Regions from separate parts of the Mus musculus genome. Here all the other regions are linked to region 2. The links are chromatin contacts, called in public Hi-C and promoter capture Hi-C maps. All regions are on one chromosome and are shown on one strand. The core of a region is the stretch at or near the end of the contact, and the rest is flanking DNA. Distances in the headings are between cores, read along the strand shown. Region 1 holds the start of Pomgnt1 (protein O-linked mannose beta 1,2-N-acetylglucosaminyltransferase). Region 2 holds the start of Dph2 (DPH2 homolog). Region 3 holds the start of Ppih (peptidyl prolyl isomerase H). Region 4 holds the start of Toe1 (target of EGR1, member 1 (nuclear)).

Region 1 (3,224 bases), core at 80-2,579, 1.7 Mb after region 2:
CACCAGCAGGAAAAGCACAGCCCCTGTCTGAGTAGGAAAATGGGGGTGACTGCAGCCAGCCCTCTCCAGATCACAAGGGCCTTCTGAAAGTATGACCTTGGCTGAAGAGGACACAGGGACCAGTCTCTCCACTTTCTGGTTCCCAATAAGGACACGGATTTGTGGCCATCTCCCAGAGAATGTTCCCTGGCAGGTTTCCCTCCACCAACCAGGTCCTTCCTACCCCGTGGTCTTGTATTTTCCCATTTGAGTCCTTGACTTCCTTGGTCCCCTCCATAACTAGTTCCTTGAGATGGATTTAGGACCCGAGAACCACAGCGGAGAGCCAGAGACACAGAAGAACGTGGGCCACACTGCCTGACAGTTGGGTGTCAGGGGCAAAGCCTGCCTGACCAGACTTCTGGTTTCTGTTGGATGCCGAGGTCAGACTAGGGTTCTGATTCCAGAATCCTGGCTCTAAACCACTGCCTGAGAAGGCTGTAACAGACAGAGGTTTCCCCTCCAGGAATTTGCTGCCTCTTCTTGATAGCCAAGGTAGTTAGTTCCTAGTCTGTTAGAGTAAAGTTAGGGAGCAGCTTTTGGGACACGTGGGACCTCATTTACCTGACAGAATCTCCTCAGGGCCCGCTGGTTTGTCAGTTTATACTTCCAGGTAAGGTACCAGCTCCGTTTCTTCCTAGCCCCAAAGGGCTTGATGAGGGGACTGGGCTTCCAGTCATCCATACTGGATTAGGGAGTCACCCCTGTCCCGGCCAGTCCATGACTTCAGGAATCTGAGGGGACTATATATAGAGTCACATAGAGTAAGATGCTTGTCCCAAAGCTTAATGCCTTCTGGAATGACTTCTCTCAGCAAACTGCTGAGCTGTGTGCCCTAGGCAACGTGGCTTAACTTCTCTGGGTCTGGCCAGAAAATCTTTGGAGGAGTTGGATCACCTGAAAATTCCCTGGGGCTAGAGGAACTGTGTGCAGGATCAGGGCCTTAGCGGCGGAGGCCAGTAACTCAATCAACTCTTAACGATTCATCAGTCCTTAAAAGGTCCAAATCCCAGTCCTTCCCAGCCCTGGGGTAGAACAGTAACAGCGACCTCCTGCACCCCAATCCTCCACCCTCGTCTCTTCCCATCTGGCTCAACTCCTCTCCTCTCAGGGATCAGGGACGCCGGAAGGTTCAGAAGACCCACCCAGCCCGCATCACCCCTCTGAGACCCGCACTGGGAGGCACTTACGGCTCAGGGGCCCCGGGCCCCGCTCGGGCCGCGCTCGGGCCCGCACAGCTCGGCCCCGCGCGCCGCGGCCTCCGCGGCCTCCGCCTCCTCCATGCCTCTCGCGCCCCGCCCCGGCCCGGCCGGCCCGCCCCGCCGCTTCCGCCGCCGCCGCCGCCGCGGGGTGAGAGGGCGGCGGGCGGCGCTTAGGGCGGCGGCCGCGGCCGGGCGTCTGCAGCGCGAGGGGAGCCGGCGTACTCTGCCTGTCTGGCAGGGTTACGGTCCGCACGAGTGGACCTCGGGCGAGAGCACATCCCCGCACCGCGGAGCCGGAGCAAGCGGCATTCCGGGACCTCGGGCCAGCTCACTGGGCAAGCCAGGATCAGAGGGCTGCAGCTCCGAGGCCTGGCCCAGCCCCGCAAGGCTGTTTCCAGGCCGGGGAGGAGAGGATTAGAAACCTGCTCCGCTACTATTTTGAGCGCTTACGTTAACTCGATTTCATAAACCATGATTAAGAGGCACCGTGACTACCCCATCTTTAAAGAAAACCAAAAATGCTCTTTGATTGTGTGCATGTGCAGGTAGTGCGGGCGCTCCTTGAAGAGACTAGACCTCAGTCTGATACCCCTGGAGCCCAAATTAAAGTTGTGATCCCAACCGCTCCTCTAGAAGAGCACCAGGTGTGCTTAACCACTGAGCCATCTCCAGCTCCTGATTAGTTCTTTTCTGAGGAAGCAGGAGCTTACCTATCTCCTTATAGCCCTAGCTATCCTGGAACTCCTTATGTAGACCCGGCTGAACTTGAACTCACAGAAATTCACCTGTCTCTGCCTCCTAAATGCTAGGATTAAAGGAGTGTACAACATGCCCAGCAACACTTTATTTATTTACACTTTTTTTTTTTTGAGGACTCCAAAAGTGTTGGCATCTTTCGATATGATAGCAGTGCTTGCCAGGTTGGAAGTGGTGTTGCATTCCTATATAGGTGAGGGAAGGCTGTGTGAGGCAAGTCCACTTTCATAACAAGATGCTAAGACCCACAGTAGCTCACTCCTGGGTTCCCAGCACTTAGGAACTGAGGAAGGAGGATTGCCATAGATTCAAGGTCAACTTGGTCTACAACATGAGTTCTAGAACAAGTCAGGATTTTGAAGTGCAACCTGCTCTGAGAAACAAAAAATGTTTTGGTTTTTTACATGTTCTTTATACTGAAGTTTTTCTTATTTAAACATCAAAAAAAGCAGGGGCTGGAGAGATGGCTCAGTGGTTAAGAGCACTGACTGCTCTACCAGAGATCCTGGGTTCAATTCCCAGCAACCACATGGTGGCTCACAACCATCTGTAATGGGATCTGATGCCCTCTTCTGGTGTGTCTGAAGATAGTGACAATGACATTGTACTCACATATATAAAATAAGTCTTTTTAAAAAAATCAAGTCAGCAGAAGTTCTCACATTAGCCTCTGACCCTCTTCTGTCGTCAGGTTTACTGTCCATGATCTTGTCTTCTCATGATCCTTATTAATGTCCAGATTCTCAAACTTGCATGTGCAGTCCTAGATTCCCTCCTGAGCGTCAGGCTCCCCTGTGTCTGAGCGCCAGGCTCCCCTGTGTCTGAGCGCCAGGCTCCCCTGCCTGCTGCATCTCTTCACAAGACCCACAATTTCACAGCTACTGACATCATCTCTACCTGCTCTCAGATCTCTTCTGGATTCCTTTGCTTGGGAAATTGTATCAGGCCATATAGCTGGGCCTCCCTTTGTCTTTTTCCAGTGATGTCAGTTGAAATCAACTGTCATGATAGTTGAAATCCTTTGTTTCTTTGAACAATATTGAATACCATTTGAAACAGATGAACTCATCTGTTGCCTGATTCTTTCACTTGTGCCTCTAATTCTCTCCAACCTGCTGTTGCAGGCACTTTTGTGCTGTTGCACTTTTGTGCTGTTGCACTTTTGTGCTGTTGCACTTTTGTGCTGTTGCACTTTTGTGCTGTTGCACTTTTGTGCTGTTGCACTTT
Region 2 (3,173 bases), core at 83-2,582:
CATCAGTGTCTTCCACTTCATTATTTATCCCGCTCCTCAGTCCCAATTAAAAAAAAATGTGTATGTGTGTATGGCTGAGTTTATATCTGCGCACCACCTGAGTGTAGTTGCCTGCAGGTATTAGAAAAGGGACAAAAAAAAAAAAAAAAAAAAAAAAAAAGCTGGGCGTAGTGGCGCACGCCTTTAATCCCAGCACTTGGGAGGCAGAGACAGGCGGATTTCTGAGTTTGAGGCCAGCCTGGTCTACAAAGTGACTTCCAGGATAGCCAGGGCTATACAGAGAAACCCTGTCTCGAAAAAAAAACAAAACAAAAAAAAAGGAAAGGGACCTCCTAGAACTGGAGTTGCACATAGTTATAAGCCACCATGTGGGTGGTGGTAACTGAACCCACTGCAAGCACAGCAAGTGCTCTTAGCCACTGAAACATTTCTCCAGCCCCGTTAGTCCCATTCCCACAGTCCTGATTTCTCAGCTCTCCTGGAGGATGCAGAGATGCGCCACATGTTTTCAGTCCTTTTTCCCTACGGCATCACGTGAAGAGAGTCTTCCTCTCCCATCCCTCCTTATGATAAGAAGTCGTGTGGGAGAATGTGGGATGTAGCTCAGCCAGAGAGTCGTTGCTTTCCATGCACGAGGCCCCAGGTTCAGTCCCAAGGAGGTGGGGCGAGAGAATAAATTCGGGCTCTAAAGCCCAGTTTCTAGAACCAGCAGACATGGTTTTGTTTTTCTTATCTATATGGGATAATTCTTGCTTCTAATGATGAACTGGTGAACTTAGCAAGGGTCAGTGTTTGGTTGACAGACCGTGAGGACAACAGGTTGTGGGACAATTCTCTAGCAGGCAAAGTAAAGGACATAGAGACATTTTACGATGTCTGGCAGTAAGTACCTGCTCACAAATATTCAAACCCAAGCTGTGGGCACTGAGTTGGAAATTATGCAGTACTGGGAGATCCAGCTCGGTCACACAGCAAGACCCTGTTTCAGATTCTGGGGGCTGTGAAGATGGCTTGGTGGATTAGGGAGCTTGCAGCCAACCCTGAAGAACTGAGCTGTATAAGGACCCTTGCTCTCACTGTATGTATATACGTGCACACGCGCGCGCGTTTAAATATGATCAGCAGATAGCGCCTGCTCACACTGAATTAGTGACTTAGAAATTAGAGGGCACCGGCAGGCTGGCCTTAGGGTATCCGGGAAGAAGCTTTAGCCAGTGGAACCACAACACCCACAAGGCTTTGCGGCACTTCCGATTGGTCCTGAGTGAGAGGCTAGTGATTGGTTCTCTGTGGGAAGTCCTTGAACCCGGAAGTAATCTCCGTAGGTCCATGTGTAGTGGAGAGCCGGGAATTTGGAAGCGTACGGTTTGGATCCTAGGACCCGAGGACAGGTTGGTCCGGATCCACAAACAGAGCTGCTGTGACCTCGAGGACTTTTGAGGGTGCAGCTGCATCTCACCCCACCCAAGCTGCGCCCAATGGAGTCTACGTTCAGCAGCCCTGCGGAGGCAGCCCTGCAACGGGAGGCGGGCGTTCCAGGACAGTTCACTCCTCCTGAAGACCTGGACCGCGTGTATGAGCTGGAGCGAGTTACGAAATTTGTCTGCGATTTAGGTTGTCAGCGGGTGAGGTCTGGTTCAGAGAAGGGGGCGCGAAAAGGGGGCGCGGGGCGCGGGCTCTCCTCTGGGTATGGGTTGCGGAGATTGGGACTTTGGGTCGGGATCCGCCCGTATCGCACGGATTACCCACAACTCTGTGGGGCTGGCTGCCTCCTTAGAAGTAGGGGCTTGGGATGTTTAGTGGGTTTTTTTGTTTGTTTGTTTGTTTTTTTGTTTGTTTTTTGTTTTTTTGCAGAGGCTGTTGGTGGAGGAGTGAGGTTGTCGCTGACTTGTGGCTTGTATTTACAGGTGACTTTGCAGTTCCCTGACCAGTTACTAGGAGATGCGGGAGCGGTGGCTGCCCGGCTGGAGGAAGTCACAGGAGCTAAGATGTTCATTTTAGGGGACACAGCTTATGGCAGGTATGGGGTTTCCCAGCCCACAGTGTCTGCCTCCAGTGACCGTGTTTGCACGATGAGAAGCTCCTGATGCCAGCTTCCCTCAGTCACAGTGAATTCCTAGCTTGGTGCCATTTTCTCCACTGGCCACATTTCCCATTGATGACAACTCTTCTCTCCAGGTAGGGAACACCTCTCACCAATGCTCTCTCCCCTGCAGCTGCTGTGTGGATGTGCTGGGCGCCGAGCAGGCTGGAGCTCAAGCCCTTGTGCACTTCGGTCCTGCCTGCTTAAGCCCCCCAGCCTCGCAGCTGCCCATCACCTTTGTCCTTGGTCAGCGACCCGTTGCTTTAGAGCTCTGTGCAAAGGCCTTTGAAGCCCAGAACCCAGATCCGACAGCCCCGGTGGTACTGCTGAGTGAGCCAGCTTGTGCCCATGCCCTAGGTGAGAAATTATACCTGTGAGGGAAAGAAGGGTGGGTCCACAGCTTCATGCCTTAATTCCTCCTATTTAAGCACACTTACCTAGAGCTCTTGGCCTCAGTTGGCCTGGCTTGTCCTTTAGGGTCACATTGAGGCATCTGGGGATGAGACATCTCTTACTTTGCCAGACTTCAACTCTGATGCACCTCTTTCAGAGCCTTTGGCCATGCTCCTGCTCCCAAAGTACCAAGATCTGCTCATCTCCCGCCCAGCTCTTCCCCTGCCAGTGGGATCCCCGAGCTCACAGCCTGAGTCCCTGGAGCGTTTTGGGCGCTGCTTCCCCCTGAATCCAGGGAGACGTCTGGAAGAATATGGTGCCTTCTATGTAGGGGCTTCTCAAGCAAGCTCGGACTCCAGCCTTGATCCCGACCTGAGCAGACTGCTCTTGGGTTGGACACCAGGGCGGCCCTTCTTTTCCTGTTGTCCAGATACAGGACAGACACAAGACCAGGGTGCCAAGGCTGGGAGACTAAGAGCACGAAGACTGTATCTCATAGAGAGGGCCAGAGATGCCCGTGTGGTTGGGCTGCTGGCAGGCACATTAGGTGTGGCTCGACACCGTGAGGCACTGGCACACTTGCGGAAACTGACGGAAGCTGCTGGAAAACGTAGCTATGTGTTAGCCGTGGGGAAGCCCACACCCGCCAAGCTTGCCAACTTCCCTGAGATGGACGTCTTTGTGCTGTTAGCCTGTC
Region 3 (2,957 bases), core at 222-2,721, 1.4 Mb before region 2:
AAAATTAAAAAAAAAAGTGAAAAAATGTTTCAAAAAAGACCTTAAGCTGGGCAGTGGTGGTGCATGCCTTTAATCCCAGCACTTGGGAGGCAGAGGTAGGCAGATTTCTGAGTTCGAGGACAGCCTGGTCTACAGAGTGAGTTCCAGGACAGCCAGGGCAATACAGAGAAACCCTGTCTCAAAAAACCAAAAGCAAAAACAAAACAAAACAAAAACCAAAAAACCTTAAAGGGTGTAACAACCAGGGCTGGAGAGATGGCTCAGTGGGTAAGAGCACTGACTGCTCTTCCGAAGGTCCTGAGATCAAATCCCAGCAACCACGCCCTCTTCTGGGGTGTCTGAAGACAAGTATAGTGTACTTACATATAAGTATCTTTGGGCCGGAGCAAGCATGAGAGAAGGAAAAGAGGGGGGGGGGGTAGCAACTGAATGCCCTCCAAAACAGAGGCAGAAGGGTACTTGGTAAAAGTGGTATAAGAGAAGCCAGCCTTTACTTCCTGGTCTTTGCTACCAGCAGTGGCAAACAGCATTTTAAATAGGCAAAGCCCCATACGATTTACTAGCCTAGAGACCCATCCCATGGGCAAACAACAATCCCTGAGACTGTTGTGCTTGCAGACAGGAACCTCGCATGGCTGTCCTGAGAGACTCCACCCAGGAGCTGACTCAGGGATGCAGAGACCACAGCCAAACATCCGATGGAGCTTGAGGACTCCTGAGGGCCTCCGAGGGGATTGGAACTCCACAGGAAAACCAAGAGTCAACTATGACCCTTGGGGCTCTCAGAGACTGAACCACCAACCAAAGAGCATAGACAGGCGGGACCTAGCCCCCTCCCACACACACACGGTCTTTCATGTGGGTCCCGAACAACTGGAGTAGGGGCTATCCCAAAAGCTGTTGCCCTGCTGTGGAATTCGTTTCTTCTGCTTGTCTGGACTCAGTGGGAGAGGATGAGGCCAGCCCTGCAGAGACTTGATGTGCTAAGGTGGAGGGAAAACCAGAGGGGGTCTCTACCCTCTCAGAGGAGAAGAGAAGGAGGGGGTGGGGAAACCGGGAGAGGCGGCAGCACTGGGGATGTAAATGTGAATTAAAAAATAAAAAATTTTACAATCATAAGAAAATAAATAAAATTACATTTCCAGCACCCGACTGAGCCAGGCTACAGTAACAAACCATTTTAAAATATGGAAGGTGACTCAGGGATCCTCGGCTCATGAGCTGTGACAGGGGACACCAAGTGTGACTGCTCAGGACATGCTGTCTGCAGAAGATTCATTTCTATTGCACTAATACAGTCATGCAAGTGGGGAGCCCACAGACTTTGACAAAGATGCCTGCGTTTCCTCCCCTCAGCTCCGACCAGCTCAGCCAAACAGTACCATTCCCAACAACCTCAGCGCGCGCCACACTTCCGGGGCGGGGCGCAATCGCGGTCCGTTTCCACTGCGTCTGCGCTCCGGATGAAGTTCGCGGGACCTGCCACCGGAAGCCGGGTTTCTACTTCCGGGTCAAAGCCATGGCGGTGGCAAATTCAAGTCCAGTCAATCCAGTGGTCTTCTTCGATGTCAGCATTGGCGGCCAGGTGAGGTGCGGGCGACCTAGCGGCCCGTGCGGGCTGGTTGGCCTCGGGTAAGGGAGGCAGCCCCTTATAGCCCTCCCGAGACCGGCTGGGCCAGGCGGCGGAGGGAGGTGGGAGCTTTCGAGCTTCGTGGACAGCGGTCGTGAGCTGAGTGTTGCGTCTCCCGTTTCTTCTGCAGGAAGTTGGTCGCATGAAAATCGAGCTCTTTGCAGACGTGGTGCCTAAGACGGCAGAGAACTTTAGGTAAGGATATGCTCCAAGTGAACCAGAGCTGAGCCCGAAGCCGGCCTCCAGTCGGTCTTTGCCATGTCTGCCTCTGTCCATCTATTCATTGCCTTGCAGCTCTGTGGTCTGGGTATTTCACTGGCCAAACAGCTACCGGCTGTGACTGATCCCATATCAACTTCTATCACTAGTCTACCTGCCCTGACATCCGCCCGATCAGTTAGTTGGCGGACATACTGGCCCCAGTGTTTGAACTCTCCTCTCCAGAGATTAGAGGTGCTTCAAGCAGTGATCGTACGAAGGCTAAATCGTTTGCTCTCTCTTTCCCTTTAGGCAATTCTGCACCGGAGAGTTCAGGTCAGTCTCAGATGTGTTTGATTTCTCTGCCTACTCCTGAAGGGGTGCCCTGGATGTTTGGTGAGGGTATTGGAGAACCATGAACAGGTCTTAAGTAATGGAAGATGATATGCAGAGAGAGGGTGACACCTTGAATGGGTTCTTTCTCTCTCTTTTTCCCCCTCCAGATCTTAGTGAGAGCCCTTTTAGCCTCTGGTGTAGCCTAAATGGGAAAGGCCCACCATTGTGTTTCCCCATTCCAAGTCTCTTCCTTCTTTGTTTACAGAAAAGATGGCGTTCCGATAGGATACAAAGGAAGCACCTTCCACAGGTAAGGGAGGTTTTTGGAAAACTGGAAATGCAGTCATTGCTTGGTATCTGTACAGGCAGTCCTGCACACCTGAGTTCAAACTCTGTGAGGCTTACGGCTGTTGTTTTAAATGGCATGTTCGCGGCTGAGGCTGTAGCTCGGTGGTAGAGAATTGGCCCAGCATTCATAAGGCCCTGGATTTGGTACTGAACACCATGAAGCCTATGCACAGCGCCTTAAGTCATCCCTGACTTGGTGGAATGCTGTATTGCAGAAACGATGCCAAGGAAAGCATGCTGTACCCTTTCAGTACCTGTTCAGTACAGGTGCGTGGCCACGTGCTCCCAGAGGTCTAAGCTCAGATCCTTAGGCTGCCACAGCAAGCACTTCACCCACTGACCCATCTCCCTGGCGCCAGTCAGGACTTCAGCAGAGGCTTTGCTAGTTACCGTTGCTAGGCAGTCATCTGTAGGAGCCTGGCTTTCATGATATATTTACTTATTT
Region 4 (2,770 bases), core at 146-2,645, 1.1 Mb after region 2:
ATAAACCAGCTGTGATATCAGCCCTAGGCTACGGCCAGGGGGATTAGAGGGCTGTGAGATCTGTGTTGGAGGGTGGGATCCGACTGCACTCACACACACGGACCCACGCAGAAATCATACACGGAATTAAAAATAGTAACAAACCTTTTTTGTTTTTGTTTTTTGGAGACGGGTTTCTCTGTGTAGTTCTGGCTGTCCTGGAACTCACTTTGTAGACCAGGCTGGCCTCGAACTCAGAAACCCACCTAATCCGCCTGCCTCTGCCTCCCAAAGTGCTGGGGCTAAAGGCGTGCGCCACCATCGCCCACTACAAATCTTTTTTAAAAAGTCAAACTAGCCGGGCGTGGTGGCGCACGCCTTTAATCCCAGCACTCAGGAGGCAGAGGCAGGTGGATTTCTGAGTTTGAGGCCAGCCTGGTCTACAAAGTGAGTTCCAGGACAGCCAGGACTATACAGAGAAACCCTGTCTCGAAAAACCAAAAAAAAAAAAAAAAAAAAAAGTCAAACTAGAGTGGTTGTGCACACCTATAACCCAGCACTCCAGGTGTGGAGATTGCTTTTTGTTTTGTTTTATAGAGACGAGAGTTTCTCTGTGCAGCCCTGGAGCTCACTCAGTACACCAGGCTGGCCTTGAACTCAGAGATCCGCCTGCCTCTGCCTCCTGAAGGATGAGATTATTGTCAGGCACCATCCCACCCAGCCTGAATTTTTAAAGATAAGTTTGAAGCCTTTTATCTTTTAAGATAAGGAGAAATCTAGGTCGGTGGAGCTAGAGAACACTTCCTAGGATGGGACTGAATTCCGACATTGTTACCACCTACAGGTCAAATTAAGACCTACCAAAACCTTAACTCAAGTGCACATTAATACTTGGGTGAATTATCTTTAAAACGTTCCTGGTCATTTTACCACTTATCTACCTGTGTCCTGTAGAACGCTTCCCTCTCACTTCCTTATCTTTCTGGACTTGTGTCCATGCTCAGGACCCCTTTACTCGGCCGTGCACCCCTCTCTCCCGAACTCCTAGGCTTGCTTTAGCTCAGCGCAGGAGGCATTCTTTCCCCAACCCAGCGCCGAGAAGCCTGCGCTGCCCATGCCAACCCTGAGTTTGTGTAAGTGAAACGATCGGCTGTAATTTTAAGATTCCACGTTCCCGCCACCACAAATGAAAGCACAGATTACCTCCTGCGCAGTCTCCGACCGGCCGCTCCCAAGAAACCCCGAAGGGGGCGTGGCTTCGGTCAGTAGGACCGTCCAGCCAATAGACACTCAGCGCGCGCAAGGCCCACGCTCCGCACCCCGCCCGACCACTCGGAACGGAAGTTGACCCTACGGGACCCAGACGCCGAGACCCCGCCCCATCCTAGATCCGTGTCGCTTCTGGAGACGAAGCGGAAGTCTCTGCGTACCTCCAGAAGGCTGGCGAGGGGCGTCATGGCCGCGGACAGTGACGATGATGTGCCTCCAGTTCCAACGCCCTCTGACGGTGAGCGGCTCCCCAGGGATGGCCACAGAAGCCTAAGGGGTCCTGGGGAGGGAAAAGCCTCGGCCCGGTAGCTCGGAGACAGGCCTGTAGTTCTTCTTGCCTCAGCTATCTTAGACTACAACTCCCAGTGTGCAGCGCGTGCAACTGCAAAACCCGAACTGTTGTAGAGTGGAGCAGTGAGGTGGGATGGGTGGTGTGTTTTGGACGGAGCCGGTGGTTGTCAGTCGGTAATACCAGAGTGCGTAGTCGTCCACAGTAAGTGGAGCTTGGGTTTAACTTTGGAGCACTCCGGTAGCTGTTGAGGCATCATGTATATGTGGCTTTATGGGATCGGTTTGTGTTTGAGATAGGAGCATGCTCTGTAGGCTAGCCTTGAACTCGTGGTCCTTCAGCCTAATGCTCCCTAGTCCTGGGATTACAGGCTGGAGGATAAAGAATCCTCAAAGGTTATCTAGTCCACTTTTCTCCTGATCATGATGCAAAAAAGAAATGATTTCCCAGTCCCACATAAAGGCACTAAAAGACACAGATGCCCTTTTTCCAAATTTAGGGCACTGCCCATTTCAGAGCTTGTGTTTAGAGCTGGTAGATGTAAAATCTTTAAGTGAAAGCTTGTCAGTGGGCACCCCTTTGCCCACATCTAGCTTGGTGTTTGCTCCACAGGGACCTTGTGAAACCATCTAAATCCATCAACGCCCTTATCCCCAGGTGGTGTCAACAAAAACACACAACCTGCAGAGGAGTTTGTGGTTCGGGTTCCTGTGGTAGACGTGCAGAGTGACAACTTCAAGGAGATATGGCCATCACTCTTGCTAGCCTTAAAGACAGCTAGCTTTGTGGCTGTGGACACGGTGAGGAGTGGGAGGAAGGGAGGGCAGGTGGCTGTGAAGTGTTTGGTGATGGGTGTGGAAAATAACCACACTTCCTTTACCCACCCATAGGAGCTGAGTGGGCTCGGGGATAGGAAGAGTTTGCTGAACCAGTAAGTATAAGCCTTGCCTGTGATCCCAGCTCTAACAAATATGTAGGTCTCAACCCAGAAGCTAGGGACTGCCAGCCCTGGTAGTTTGGGTTCTTTGTGAAACTAACTCATGCCCAAACCCAACTCTAAGGTGCATTGAGGAACGTTACAAGGCCGTGTGTCATGCTGCCAGGACCCGTTCTGTCCTGTCCCTGGGCCTCGCCTGCTTCAGGCAGCAACCAGATAAGGTAGGAATTACCTTCATCCCAGGTCTGAGGGAGGCATGGGGCCTGAGAGTTGAGATCTTAATGGTGGAAATTTTT

What was found. Promoter capture Hi-C pulls out the DNA fragments that hold promoters and counts their contacts. A called contact is a pair of places that touch in the nucleus more often than the background predicts. Capture Hi-C pulls out chosen DNA fragments and counts their contacts.
Region 1: a contact with region 2 is called in a promoter capture Hi-C map of pre-B cells, with 4 times the contacts expected there. The contact joins the promoter of Pomgnt1 here to the promoter of Dph2 in region 2. A contact is called at or near these places in 3 of 39 promoter capture datasets (hippocampal neurons, liver and pre-B cells).
Region 3: a contact with region 2 is called in a promoter capture Hi-C map of liver, with 2.8 times the contacts expected there. The contact joins the promoter of Ppih here to the promoter of Dph2 in region 2. A contact is called at or near these places in 2 of 39 promoter capture datasets (hippocampal neurons and pre-B cells) and 1 of 9 other capture datasets (liver).
Region 4: a Hi-C map of CD8 T cells shows a contact between it and region 2, with 2.8 times the contacts expected there. The contact joins the promoter of Toe1 here to the promoter of Dph2 in region 2. A contact is called at or near these places in 3 of 39 promoter capture datasets (hippocampal neurons, liver and pre-B cells), 1 of 484 Hi-C or Micro-C datasets (CD8 T cells) and 1 of 115 datasets of contacts at active chromatin or transcription factors (double positive thymocytes).

The regions. Positions count from the first base shown.
Region 1 is chr4:116,148,623-116,151,846 of GRCm38.p6, reverse strand. It overlaps Pomgnt1 (protein O-linked mannose beta 1,2-N-acetylglucosaminyltransferase), which reads right to left and starts at 1,329. Exons shown (of 22, transcript NM_026651.2): 1 at 1,230-1,329; 2 at 604-782; 3 at 1-27. The coding sequence starts at 723.
Region 2 is chr4:117,890,162-117,893,334 of GRCm38.p6, reverse strand. Dph2 (DPH2 homolog) reads left to right here and starts at 1,332. Exons shown (of 6, transcript NM_026344.3): 1 at 1,332-1,625; 2 at 1,908-2,020; 3 at 2,217-2,440; 4 at 2,634-3,173. The coding sequence starts at 1,479. It also overlaps a transcript of Ipo13 not described here.
Region 3 is chr4:119,319,037-119,321,993 of GRCm38.p6, reverse strand. It overlaps Ppih (peptidyl prolyl isomerase H), which reads left to right and starts at 1,471. Exons shown (of 10, transcript NM_028677.4): 1 at 1,471-1,585; 2 at 1,761-1,825; 3 at 2,141-2,164; 4 at 2,430-2,474. The coding sequence starts at 1,520.
Region 4 is chr4:116,806,184-116,808,953 of GRCm38.p6, reverse strand. Toe1 (target of EGR1, member 1 (nuclear)) reads left to right here and starts at 1,395. Exons shown (of 8, transcript NM_026654.2): 1 at 1,395-1,486; 2 at 2,195-2,337; 3 at 2,428-2,468; 4 at 2,599-2,695. The coding sequence starts at 1,435. Mutyh (mutY DNA glycosylase) reads right to left here and starts at 1,220. Exons shown (of 16, transcript NM_133250.2): 1 at 1,183-1,220.